2 separate regions of the Rattus norvegicus genome follow, and region 1 is linked to region 2. A link is a contact called in public Hi-C data. All regions are on one chromosome and are shown on one strand. Each heading gives the region's core, a stretch centred on a gene start, on an enhancer-like site or on the middle of the called end of the contact. The rest is flanking DNA. Distances are from core to core; before and after follow the strand shown. Region 1 overlaps LOC103693859 (a long non-coding RNA gene). Region 2 overlaps LOC120097393 (a long non-coding RNA gene).

Region 1 (5,930 bases), core at 752-3,251, 260 kb before region 2:
ATATCTCTCAGCCCTCAGCATTAATCCCTTTCTCTTTATCTGCACAGCTTCTGTTCACCCCTCAGGAGATCCTGCTCGGTGTTGCCTCCTTCAGGCAGTCTTCCCTTGTTAGCAGTGCCAGGTAGGTGTCCCCACGGTGGGATCTTCCTCCCTTTTCCTGTAGCTCATTTGTGTTCATCCCTCACTGGACTGTGAGCTCCACATGGAGCCCACAGGCACTACCTGTTTTCTTCTCCTGGGTTCCGATACTCAGCCCAGGGCCTGGTACTTCAAGGGCATTCGGTGAATATTTTCTAAATAGATGGCAAATTTGAACTGCATCCTGTGCAGTGGGAACCCAATAAAATGCAGTCCTTCCTATGTGATGTGGCCCTTGGGACCGCTGAGCCTCCTCCTTTCAGGACACCAGTGGATGTTCTATCAGGAAGCTCCGCTCGGCCTGGGTGGGTCTGCCTTCCTGGGAAGGGCTTCCCACACTCAGTCACTCATGCAACCGTGTGAGGAAGAGGCCAGGTGCCTGAGGCCTAACCCCCACCTGGGCACTGCCCAAAAGGAAACTATGCCAAGAAGTCTTAGGACCTTCCCCAGGAGTGGAGGATGGTAGAAGGGAGTCTTCACACATGCTGGCTGGTTTTCTCATCTGTTGTGCTCTGCCTAGGTTTCTGGGTCATGGCCCTCCACCCCATATCACACAATCTGTGCCTAGCTTTTTCATTTCCTGACCTCACTGGCCCCGGCCAGTGAGTCACATTTGGCCCCGGCCTCAAGGCCCTCACCTGTTTGGGCCTCACTGTCGTGCATCAAGTGGGACATAGCCTGTTGGGAGCTTGGTAGTATTTGGAGGATCTGATAGACTAACCAGCATCCCATTACACGTTAGGTTTTGAAAGCCTATCAGTTATATGTTCCTGGCAGAATGCAGAATCCTTTCTCTGGGGTATAAGAGGCCCACAGATGCTGATCAAATGAGACGCCAACATATAGACGTTTATGGAAAATGTTGGGAGTGCAACTCTAGGGGGTATTTATGTGCATGTAGTACTCCTCCGGACCATAATGCATGGTTTAGGGGGCAACTTGCCCCTAGTTCCAGCCGGCGCTTGGAGCGTGCAGCATCTGAGGCACCAGTTTGTTCTGCAAGGCTGTGGCTAGCTGGACATCACAAACCAGCCACAGGAGTCCAGTGGTCCTAAGAAGATCAAGGGCCTTGGAGAGCCTTTGATCTGGACCCTGTTCTGCTCAAGTAATGGACTCAGTGCTCAAGTAACTGGCCTGGGGGCATACTTGCCTGTCCACTTGTGCATGTGTGTACATATGTATGCACACCATGCACACACTCATTGGAACAGTACTGCAGACTGACTTACCTACTAGCACGAACTCTCTGAATGTCTCCTGGCTTGTCCTTCGTTCAGTGTCAGGATATGAGGCTCAGGTAATGTCCAGAAGGAATCTTCTATTTAGTTTCTGCTGTCTTTCAGCCATCCCCATTTTACTGGCTAGTGGACAGAGGTAAGAAGGAATAAGTGCTTTGCAAGAAAGCAAGAAAGTGACAAAGCCATAGCAGCAAGGAAGGTACTAGGATGTCCTGACCAGTGTTGGGGCGTCCCTGGGAGGTGGCGCCTGCCCCACTGAAGAGTGATTTGAGCATCTCCACTCAGCACTCCCATTTTACAGATTGGAAAAGTGATTGTGCCCCAGTCTCACATCTGGTAAGCTCTGAGCCGGGGCTGTGGTTTCTGCCCACACAGCTGGGAAATTCCAGGCCTGAGGCTGCTGCTGGATGCAGAGAGTTCATTTAGAATCCAGATGAAAAGTAATGGTCCTAAAAAGGAGCTTAGCAAACAAGGTTCCACACAGAAGCCGAGGGGCAGCCATTTCCTGAGACTGCTCTTCAGGGTTGCCCGCCTGCCTGCCCAAGGCCTTGTCCACTGCTGTGGATCCTGTGGCCGGCCAGCCAGCCAATGGCCCTGGCAGAGCCTCCAGCTGAGCCCTGCCCCCAGTCCTGCTGACACAGGCATCCTGGCCCCTTACCTCCCAGCCCTCCCTGCCTGCTGGCAGGCTGTGGTAACAAGATGCCCTTTGTGTGTTGGGGGGAGGGGGCAGTGGGCAGCTCCTATGCTGCTTCTTGCTGCTGAGTCACAGCTCCTGCCAGCTCTGGGGACAAAGAGTTGCAGGTGACTGGCCAGGTGGCAAGGAGCCCAAGACCTTGGAGATGACCTCAGACAACCCCTTCCTCACACAGAGGGGAAAGTGAGGCTGAGAAGGGGGAAGGGAGTGTCTTATGCTGTCCTCCAGGCACTTACTTGTTGGAGGGGGCATACTTCCTGTAGTTAGGGGGCTTCCAGGCTTGTGGGGACTTAGTAATGTCCTTTGTTCCCCAGAACAGCTACTGTGTCCAGGGACATATATGTACAAACTCACACATGTGCATGTGAGCAAGTGAACATATATGTTCATAAATAAGTGATTGAATGAATGTGTAGCAGTCGTGTTTCTCTAAGGTCTCCACACTACCTCTAAGACCTCAAGGCCTGGTCTCAGGGACATTTGTCTATTCCATCTGACTCAGAGGTGACCTAGGCTTGTCCTTACCCACTGCCTGAACAATTCCACCAAGGCGGTTGCGTACCTGTGACAGGCAATTCAGTCCTTGACACTCAAGCCTGAGCCCAGGGTGATGTGTCTTGGGTCCCTGATGTAGTGCGGTATGGGACTCATTGGCTTTGCACAGATAGACACTTCTGAGAACGTGAGCTCCAGAGCCAGGCTGCCTGGCTGACTTCTGGCTTCCTCGTTTCCTGGTGTGTGGCTTAGGATCTTTGCCTCTTTTCTGGGTCTCCATTTCTTCATCTGTAAAGTGGGGATCTTAACAGACTTGCCTCTCAGGGTTGTTTTTTTACCCACTACAGGGATTGATTTTTACTCACGAAGCTCTGAGAACTCCGGGCTGTCTCTGGCAGGCCCTTAAGGAGTATTAGAGTCTATTATTAGTGCTTTTTCTGAGCCCAAGAAACCCCGAGGGAGATGCAGAGGTCCGGAGGTGACTTGGGCTCACAGCCTGGCTGTAAGAGTGAGGAGAGGACAGTTTCTTTGGTCTGCTGACAGACCAGCAGTAGGAATGCAGGAGGCGTTCCCTGAGAGGCTATGCCTGGTCTGGCCTATGGCCTCCTGAATGTGACCACTGTGAAATGTAGCTTCCCAATTTCAGCCTCTCTGCAGTCCCACGGGCCCCCCAGCCACAGTAATAGCTAGGCTGCAGAAAGGAAGACAGGGAGGCCCCTGGCTAGAACGGGGGCTTCAGTGGATTTGGCTGGCAGTAAGTTCTCTCTTGCTGCTGCTGTGATGCCTTCCCTAATGCCGGGATGACCATCTGGGTCCCAGGGCTCAGAGGGGACCTGCCGGCCATCTGCCTACTTGGCATTGCTTGCTTCCGAGAAGCAGCAGGGTGGCTTGAGCAAAGCAGCCCTGTTGTCCACTATCTCCCCCACTACTTACCTTCTCTGGCTGTCACGAGGAGGCTCATCTTAGTTCCCTGCCCTGGTTTTTCCATGCACACACAAAATCCAGAAATTAGGAAGCCCAGCTGTTCTACCTGCCAATATGAAGGGAGGAAAATCATGCCACTCTCCTGGCTTCAAGCTTTCAGTTCATACTGTGCACAATCCAGGCCCCTGTGTCCAGTCAATGCTGCCTGAAGTCCTAGAGCCTGACTGGGGGGCCGGAGGATGTTGGGGGATATTATGGACTTCAGGGAAAGGAGAGCTCCCCATGGCCACTGGGAGCCTGGGGCCAGGCATAAATTATATCCTCAATAAATCAGTCACTTGTACCCAGGTCCAGAGAAGGCTCTTTGCATGGTGATAGTGACAGTTTGCATAAGCATGGCCTGGGGAGTGGCACTATTAGGAGGTGTGGCCCTGTTGGAGTAGGTGTGTCACTGCGGGCATGGGCTTTAAGACCCTTATCCTAGCTGCCTGGAAACCAGTCTTCTCCTAGCAGCCTCTAGATGAAGATGTAGAGCTCTCAGCTTTTCCTGCACCATGCCTGCCTGGATGCTGCCATGCTCTCACCTTGATGATAATGAACTGAACCTCTGAACCTGTAAGCCAGCCCCAATTAAGTGTTGTTCTTTAAAGAGTTGCCTTGGTCATGGTGTCTGTTCACAGCAGCAAAACCCTAACTAAGACAGTAATAAAGAGTTACAAGAAATTTGAGGGGCTGGCTAGGCCTTGCATCCATCCATCCATCCATCCATCCATCCATCCATCCATCCATCCATCCCATCAATTTTCTGAAGCTAGGGTTCCTTGGTAGCTAAAGTAAGAATAAGCCTGGGATGTCAGCATGATCAACTCTAGGGTAAAGTGTCTTTTGTTAGCTTGTTTTTCTGGACAGGGTTTCTCTGTGTATCCCTGGCTGTCCTGGACCTTACTCTGTAGACCAGGCTGGCTTTGAACCCAGGGAACCATCTGCCTCTGCCTTCCGAGGGCTGGGATTAAAGGCCACCACCGCCTCCAGGCTTAACAAGAGACAGCCTAGCACTGGGACTAGGGAAAGCCTCTGAAGACTGGGACCTGAAGGAAAAATGGAGAAGAATCAGGTCATTGGCCTTCATATCCATCTTATGAGATTGAAGTCACTATGCTTGCCCAGTGTGTTAGCCAGAAGGCATGCAGAAGGCCCTTTGATACCAGAGCATGACAGAATCTCCAAACACACAAGAGACTCTCCTCTGGACTTATGGAGGAAGCCCTAGATGGGGCATCTGAAGTCACATCTGCCTGTTTTCAGAGTCCAAGGGGCTCTCTGCTCTCCAGCTCCCGTTTCCCTGAGGTGAGGTTGGGAGATCTCCTTCCTTCCTTCCTTCCTTCCTTCCTTCCTTCCTTCCTTCCTTCCTTCCTTCCTTGTCTCTCCTCCTCCTCCTCATACATATGAACACATGTGTACATGTGTGTATACATATGTGTATGTGTGTACCTCCCAGGCCATCCCAAGATGGGAGGCTGGCCGTGAACTCTTCATCCTTCTGACTTAGCTTCCCAGATGTTGGGACAATAGATGTGGCCTCTCTTCCCCCTAATCTATCGCTCAGCTCTGCTGTCTTTGGTGTCTATTCTCTGCACCTTTTGGACTCAAGGATATTTCCTGAAAGCCTACTTACTTTGCACTCAGAGCTTGGAGGTGCTAAAGGAGCAGCCTTGAAGGGGGGTGGGGGTGGGCTCTCTGATGTTATAGACTCAAAGTTGGTAGGGATCAAACCTTTTTTCTCAGTGAGTCCTGGAAACTTCTCTGTATTTCTAGAAGCTTCCTGGGGACACAGGGCATCAGGAGAGAGAGAGAGAGAGAGAGAGAGAGAGAGAGAGAGAGAGAGAGAGCGCATGTGTATGTGTGTATGTGTGTGTGTGTGTGTTTGGTGTGGTGAGTGTGTTTGGGCTGTGGTGTGGAGTGTGTGTATGTATGTGTGTGTGATGGTGTGTATTGTGCTGTATTGTGTGTATGTGTATATTGTATGTAAATGTGTATGGTATGGTGTGTGGTGTGGTGTGTACGTAGTGTGGATGTATGGTATGGTGTGTGTGATGGTGTGTGTGTTTGTGTGTGTGTGTGTATGTATGTATGTAGTGCACATGTATGGTATAGTGTGGTGTGGTATGGTATATGTGTACATGTGGTAAGGTATGGTATGTTGTGTGTGTGGTATGGTGTGATGTGTGTGAGTGTGTCTGTGTATGTCTGTGTGTATGTCTGTATGTGTGCACGCATGCGCACATGTGTGTGTATCTGTGTGTGTATATGTGTATGGTATGTATGTGCCTGTGTATGGTACATATGTGTGTGTGTGTGTATGTGTGTGTGTGTGTGTTGTGTGTCTGCATGTCTGCTCATACCCCCAGCAGCACCTCTCCTCCTCATGTTGGCAGCATGGT
Region 2 (5,546 bases), core at 851-3,350:
CACACATACATACACACATACATACACTCACACACTCACATATACATACACACACTCATACACACACTCACACACACTTACACCCACACACATACACACACACTCACACCCATACATATACACTCACACACAGACACACATACACACATACATACACTCACACACTCATACACACACACACTCACACCCACCCGCCCCACACTCACACCCATACACATACACTCACACACACACATACACACATTCACACACACACTCACACACATACACACACTCATACACACACTCACACACACATACTCACACACTCACACTCACACCCATACACATACACTCACACACACTCACACACATACACACTCACATACACACTCACACCCCACACACGCACACTCACACCCATACACATACACACACACTCAGACCCATACATATACACTGACACACACATACACACATTCACACACACACACTCACACACAGACACTCTCACACACACACAGAGTAATCTTATATTGAGCTGATGATAAGCAGAGGGTAACTGCCTTTCTATGGCTCCCACCATTGTTCCAAGATGTTAATTTGAAGAATAACAAATCACTACAGTTGCCCTCCTTTCCAGACAACTTGAATAAGGTATCTTTAGATTTTTACATTCAAATCTTTTGCTGTAAAACAAATTAGTTCTTGCAAGTTTATTCAGCTTAAAAGAGTGAATGTTAATCCCTAGATTCTATGTGTTTTGATCTGTGTGCATGTCTGTCTGTCTATTCCTCCCTCCCTTTACTTCTCCCTCCCCCCTTCCCTCTCTTCTTTCCTTCCTTCCCTCTTTCCGATTGCTCCCAAGGTCTAGTACCTGCTAGGTAAGGACTCTAGCACTGAGCTATATTCTTACAACTTTTTCGTTATTAATTTTGAAAGTTTTAATAAGTTGCCCAGGCTGACCTAGAGCTCACTTCCTAGCCCAGGCTACCCTTGAACTTGTGACTCCTGAGACCTTCAGGACCCTCCGACTCCATCTCACACATGGGATCCATACTGAGCTGACTGCTATGCCCAGCTTTTGATATTTCTCTCATTCGTCCAGTTACTCTTTAAATGTTTATTTAGGGCTATTATGTGCCATTGCACTGGGCCAGAAACTGGCCTTGCCAAAGAGAAGTCGTGGTCCTTGCTTTTAAGTAGCTCATGATCTTGCAGGGGAGTCATGCAGCCTGAGCTGATGACCTGAACTTAGGGCTCAGTAAGGCAAACAAAAGACCAAGGACGGAGCTTACATCTTGGCACCTCTACTTCCAAACTTTACAGTCATTGCGGATCTCAGTTTCTTCATCTGTGAAATGGGAGGAAGTGAGAATACAAGTGAGCAATGTTACGAACATTCTCTTCATAGAATTTTAGAGTCCGTTTGCACTTTTCAAAAGTCATCCATGCATTGGTTTGAAGCTTTACTAAGATACAAATTCCAACCAGGTAGTTACCATTTTGAAATTAGCACTGCTATTTTCTTCATGAGCAAATCACCTTTGATATCAAAAGGTCAATTATTTGTTGGTTACAAAATCTCCCTCTTTTGGTCTTCTCTTTGGCAGGAAACATGACTGAGCCTGTGGGAGCGGAAAGAGAAGGTTAGGTGGGCCTTATCTAGTGGCTTGGAGTCAGTGGGGAGCTGATGTCAGGCTATGGGAGGAAGATCAAATTTAAATGAAGAGATATATTACAGTTTCTAGCAAAGGAGCTGGACTTCAGTGAGGGCCCAGGCACACAAGGTTACTTCACATAGCAATGTTTTCTTTTACTTACTCAACAAAACGTTCTTCAGCACCAGACTGGACAGGTGCTAGTCAGTCACACAGTGTGATCCCTTTCCTTGAGAACTTTTGTGGTCCAGTAGGAGGCTCAGGCATTTCAAAAACCCAAAGGCACATGACAGCTACTGGCAGATTAGTCAACATGGCCAACAGAACCAGATCTGGGAGGCTGAATTTGAGCAAGTGACAATCTCTGTGATGCAGAGGAAGGAGCTACGAAGGAGTAAGGGGGTCCCTATACAGACATGGAATGGACCGACTTGATGGAGCTGAGGAACAGCATGAACTAAGTGCAGGAACAGTGACTCACCAGTTTTGGGGGAAGTGTGTTGGCCAGCTTTCGGGGGTGAGGGAGGGAGGGAGGGAGAAGGAAGATTACATCAGAAAAGCTCCTGTGCTTTGTGTTCTTCCATAAGTGGGCTTGTATCCAAACACAAAGAAAGCACTGAGATACTCCAGTATCGAGATTCTAGAAGGGGCTTGCCTGGGAGCCCAGCCTCTTGCTTTTCACGAGTGAACCACGTGTGAGCTCTAAGAGCTCTGGGAGAAGCTGGGTGTGAGTATCAATCTTAATCAGGCTCCCTCTCCAGCTCCCACTTCTGACCCCTGATTCTTCATGAGGCCTGCTGGTGCTCCGCCTGGTGAGAACCCACAAACTAGAGCCAATTCTGTTACTTTAGTAACCTCAACAAATGCCTCTATGTGTTGTGTGGGGAGAAATAGAGGGGTTGACAATTCAGCAAGTCTGGGAAAGAGATTAAATAATTACTTGGGCTTCTATTGTATGCCTTACCAGAGAGTTTGATGTTTGTAACATGCATTGTTAAGTTTCTAACTGGAAGCACAATTAGGGATATTTTCCAAATGCATTTGATCCAAGCATGCTTTTCCTGGGTATCCTGGGCAGACTGTATTTCAGAGTTTGTTTTGGGTAACTGCTACTTCAATAAGTGCTTTAAGTTTGACCGTTCAAAGTTGAAATGGATCATAGAGGTCATTTTGTCCAAACCTTCCATGTAACAGAAGACTGACTAAATTCTAGCAACCTTGCAGGTGTCACTGCACACATGACTCTTCCACCAGAAACTGTGATGCCGTAGGAGAGAAAAGCAGTGGCACCAGGAATAATGATGTCCCTATGTATGACTGTCAGCCAGTTCCGGCTCTGGCCCTCAGGTTCAAGATTCCTTCAACAAGTGCCAAGCATCTGTGGTGCTAAGGACTCAGCACTATCTGACAAACACCTGGCACACCAGGGTCACATAGGAGTGTTGTCTTGTCCCACCCCAAGAAACATGCATTCTGTTTTATACAACTAATTATATGCAAATATTCTTTGTAGGCTATGCAAATATTCGTGACATTTCCTATAGTGTTGGGTGTTAGTCTCAGTTCTAAGGAAACATACTGAACTTAAGGCCAGGAGAAACATTCTATTCTAGCCTGCTGGTGCACCAACCTCCCAGCAAGCACTTTGATTGTATAACCTGGTGTTAATTTCATTAAGAACAAATGCTCTGAGGTTTATTATCCTTTAGAAGAACCCAGGCTTCAGAATTAGAGCACTTCATGTTTATGAGTGTGTGTGTGTGTATGTGTGTATGTGTGTGTGTGTGTGTGTGTGTGTGTGCGCGTATGTGTGGGTGTCTGTGCATGCCTGTGCACATGCACATGGAGGCCAGAGATCAATGCTAGGAATCTTCTACAATCCTTTCCCATCATACATTTTTGAAGCAGGGTCTCTCACTGAACTTGTAGTTCACCGCTTCTGCTGGACAGAGTGGTCAACAAATTCCTGGGATTCTCCTGTCAGCCTCTTCAGAACTGGGCTCTTGCAGGCATGCATCATTGTATCTAGCTTTTATGTGGCATCTGAGGCTGAAACTCAGCTCTTCCCACTAGCATGGTGGCTCTGTAAGATTCACCCATCACACTGGATTTCCCTTTACAAATGGAAATAGGCTCCCCAAGGGGAGGCATGTACCCAAAGTTCTTACAAGACTCAGGACTAGTTCTGGTCCCAGAGAAGCTGGTTCCTTCCAGCTTCCAGCTTCCAGCTTCCCTTCCTACCAGTGACCCCATAACACTTTTCTTGAATGTTTAGACCCAACATGATAAAGTGTTTTACTGTGGAGTCATTACGCCTTGGTAAACCTAGGAAACTCCCCAAGACTTCTGTCTCTTCAGTGGTCCAGAAAGATGTTGTTTGCTGAAGAGAAAGAAAGTAAACCATCAACCATCAGGCTGAATTCATTCCATGCTGGGCTTTTTTTTTAACAAGCAGTCAGGAAGGAAGAGAAAATTCTGGACCCCAAGAGCTAGCTTGCTTCTGCCTTGTTCCCTGGGGGAGCAGGTGCCAGACCACAGCCATGACAGTTATGCGAATCAGATGTGCAGACTGTTTTTACAGGAACAACAAGGAAGGGCACTAGACCTCTTAACCTGCACTTCAGACTCCATGAATGAGGGCTGAGAATGTTAAGCCTTCACACTCCTCTCCAGTACTGATCCAGGGAACACCTTGGTCAGCATTACAGATGAGACAGGGACAGACTGTCACTGTGGCTCTGCAGTCTCCTGTTCCTCCGGCTCCCTGGGAGTGTGTTTGCTTGCATCATATGTGTAAGTGGGTGTGTCTCCCGATAAGTCTCAGGTTCTAACTCCACCTGACCTTGGGACTTCAGGCAGGTCACAGGGTTAAAACTGAGCGAGAATTAACTAACACAGCCATCGTCGAGTGACGCACCTAGCCTATTGGGTGGATTGGAAAATGCACTATCTACTTCACTTCTGTGGTTGCGCCACTGAAATTGACCAGTTGTAGCCTTCTCGAATGATTCTGTTGCCACCCAAAGGATACCTAAAAAATATTCAGTTGAGAGAAGACCCCAGCAGAGGCAGCAGGGCAAGTGTGGGCCTTAGTTATCATCTGGACCATCCCTGATGTTACAGAGAGATAAAGAAAGTGGTGCAGGAGGCTTGCGAGAAGTTGCCCAGTTAATAGCAGGGTGTGTTCTGAAATATAAGTTCTTTCTGGACGCTGGGATGGCAGCCTGGGGATGGTCAACTTAGGCTAAGCTTATTCTAAGCAACAGCTGGTAAGGGGCACTCTGCCACACAGTAGGGCTCAGAGAATGTTCTGGCATTCATTCCTCACTTTGAACCCCCAAGGGAACCAAAATAATACAAAGGTCGGAGTCTCTGCCTTCATCTTGTATTTATGTCCTTTCCTCCAGGTTCCTGGCCTGTTGAATTGCACAGGCCTGTTAATGACTGTAGGTTCAAAAACTGGAGCCACAGAGGCTCCCTTCTCTGCCTTCAAGTCTGAAGGAACAAAGAATGATTGAGCCACCTTACTGTCAGCTTTCTCAGTAGCCTTTTCATACCCATTGTCCTAAATCTAAGGTCAAGTTGGACCGGAAGAAAAAGCCTCTCAACAGGCCACCTCCTCATGACATCATCTTCAAGCTGCAGCAATCATTCCATGGGAACCACTTTGTCCCCCTGAGCCACAGGCCTTCTACAAACCTGTGATAACATCAGCCAGACCACACTTTGACACCTAATTCTGAACACCTCCCCCACAAACACTTCAATTGCCCTATTTAAATCCAGGGCTTGTTAATACCCCAAAGATGGACTTGGGGGCCACTGAGACCCATCCCTTGTGGCTGTGTTGATTAAATGTGTTTTCCCGACATCTCTTAGATCTTTTTAACTATTGCACTGGAGCCC

What was found. A called contact is a pair of places that touch in the nucleus more often than the background predicts.
Region 1: a Hi-C map of Schwann cells shows a contact between it and region 2, with 4 times the contacts expected there. The contact joins two enhancer-like sites. A contact is called at or near these places in 1 of 12 Hi-C or Micro-C datasets (Schwann cells) and 1 of 1 datasets of contacts at active chromatin or transcription factors (oligodendrocytes).

Annotation. Positions count from the first base shown.
Region 1 is chr16:943,687-949,616 of GRCr8, reverse strand. It overlaps LOC103693859 (a long non-coding RNA gene), which reads left to right. Exons shown (of 5, transcript XR_010058528.1): 1 at 1-121. Among named protein-coding and RNA genes, the nearest start is that of Zmiz1, 88 kb to the left of the region's middle. Within about 2 kb of position 2,001, at least 69 of the 93 cell types and tissues checked have an H3K27ac peak or open chromatin away from gene starts, as enhancers often do. A contact at or near this core is called in Schwann cells, where this site is marked.
Region 2 is chr16:686,300-691,845 of GRCr8, reverse strand. All of the region lies in intron 1 of LOC120097393 (a long non-coding RNA gene), which reads left to right. It overlaps LOC134482311 (a long non-coding RNA gene), which reads right to left. Exons shown (of 2, transcript XR_010058344.1): 2 at 830-1,607. Among named protein-coding and RNA genes, the nearest start is that of Zmiz1, 350 kb to the left of the region's middle. Within about 2 kb of position 2,100, at least 5 of the 93 cell types and tissues checked have an H3K27ac peak or open chromatin away from gene starts, as enhancers often do. A contact at or near this core is called in Schwann cells, where this site is marked.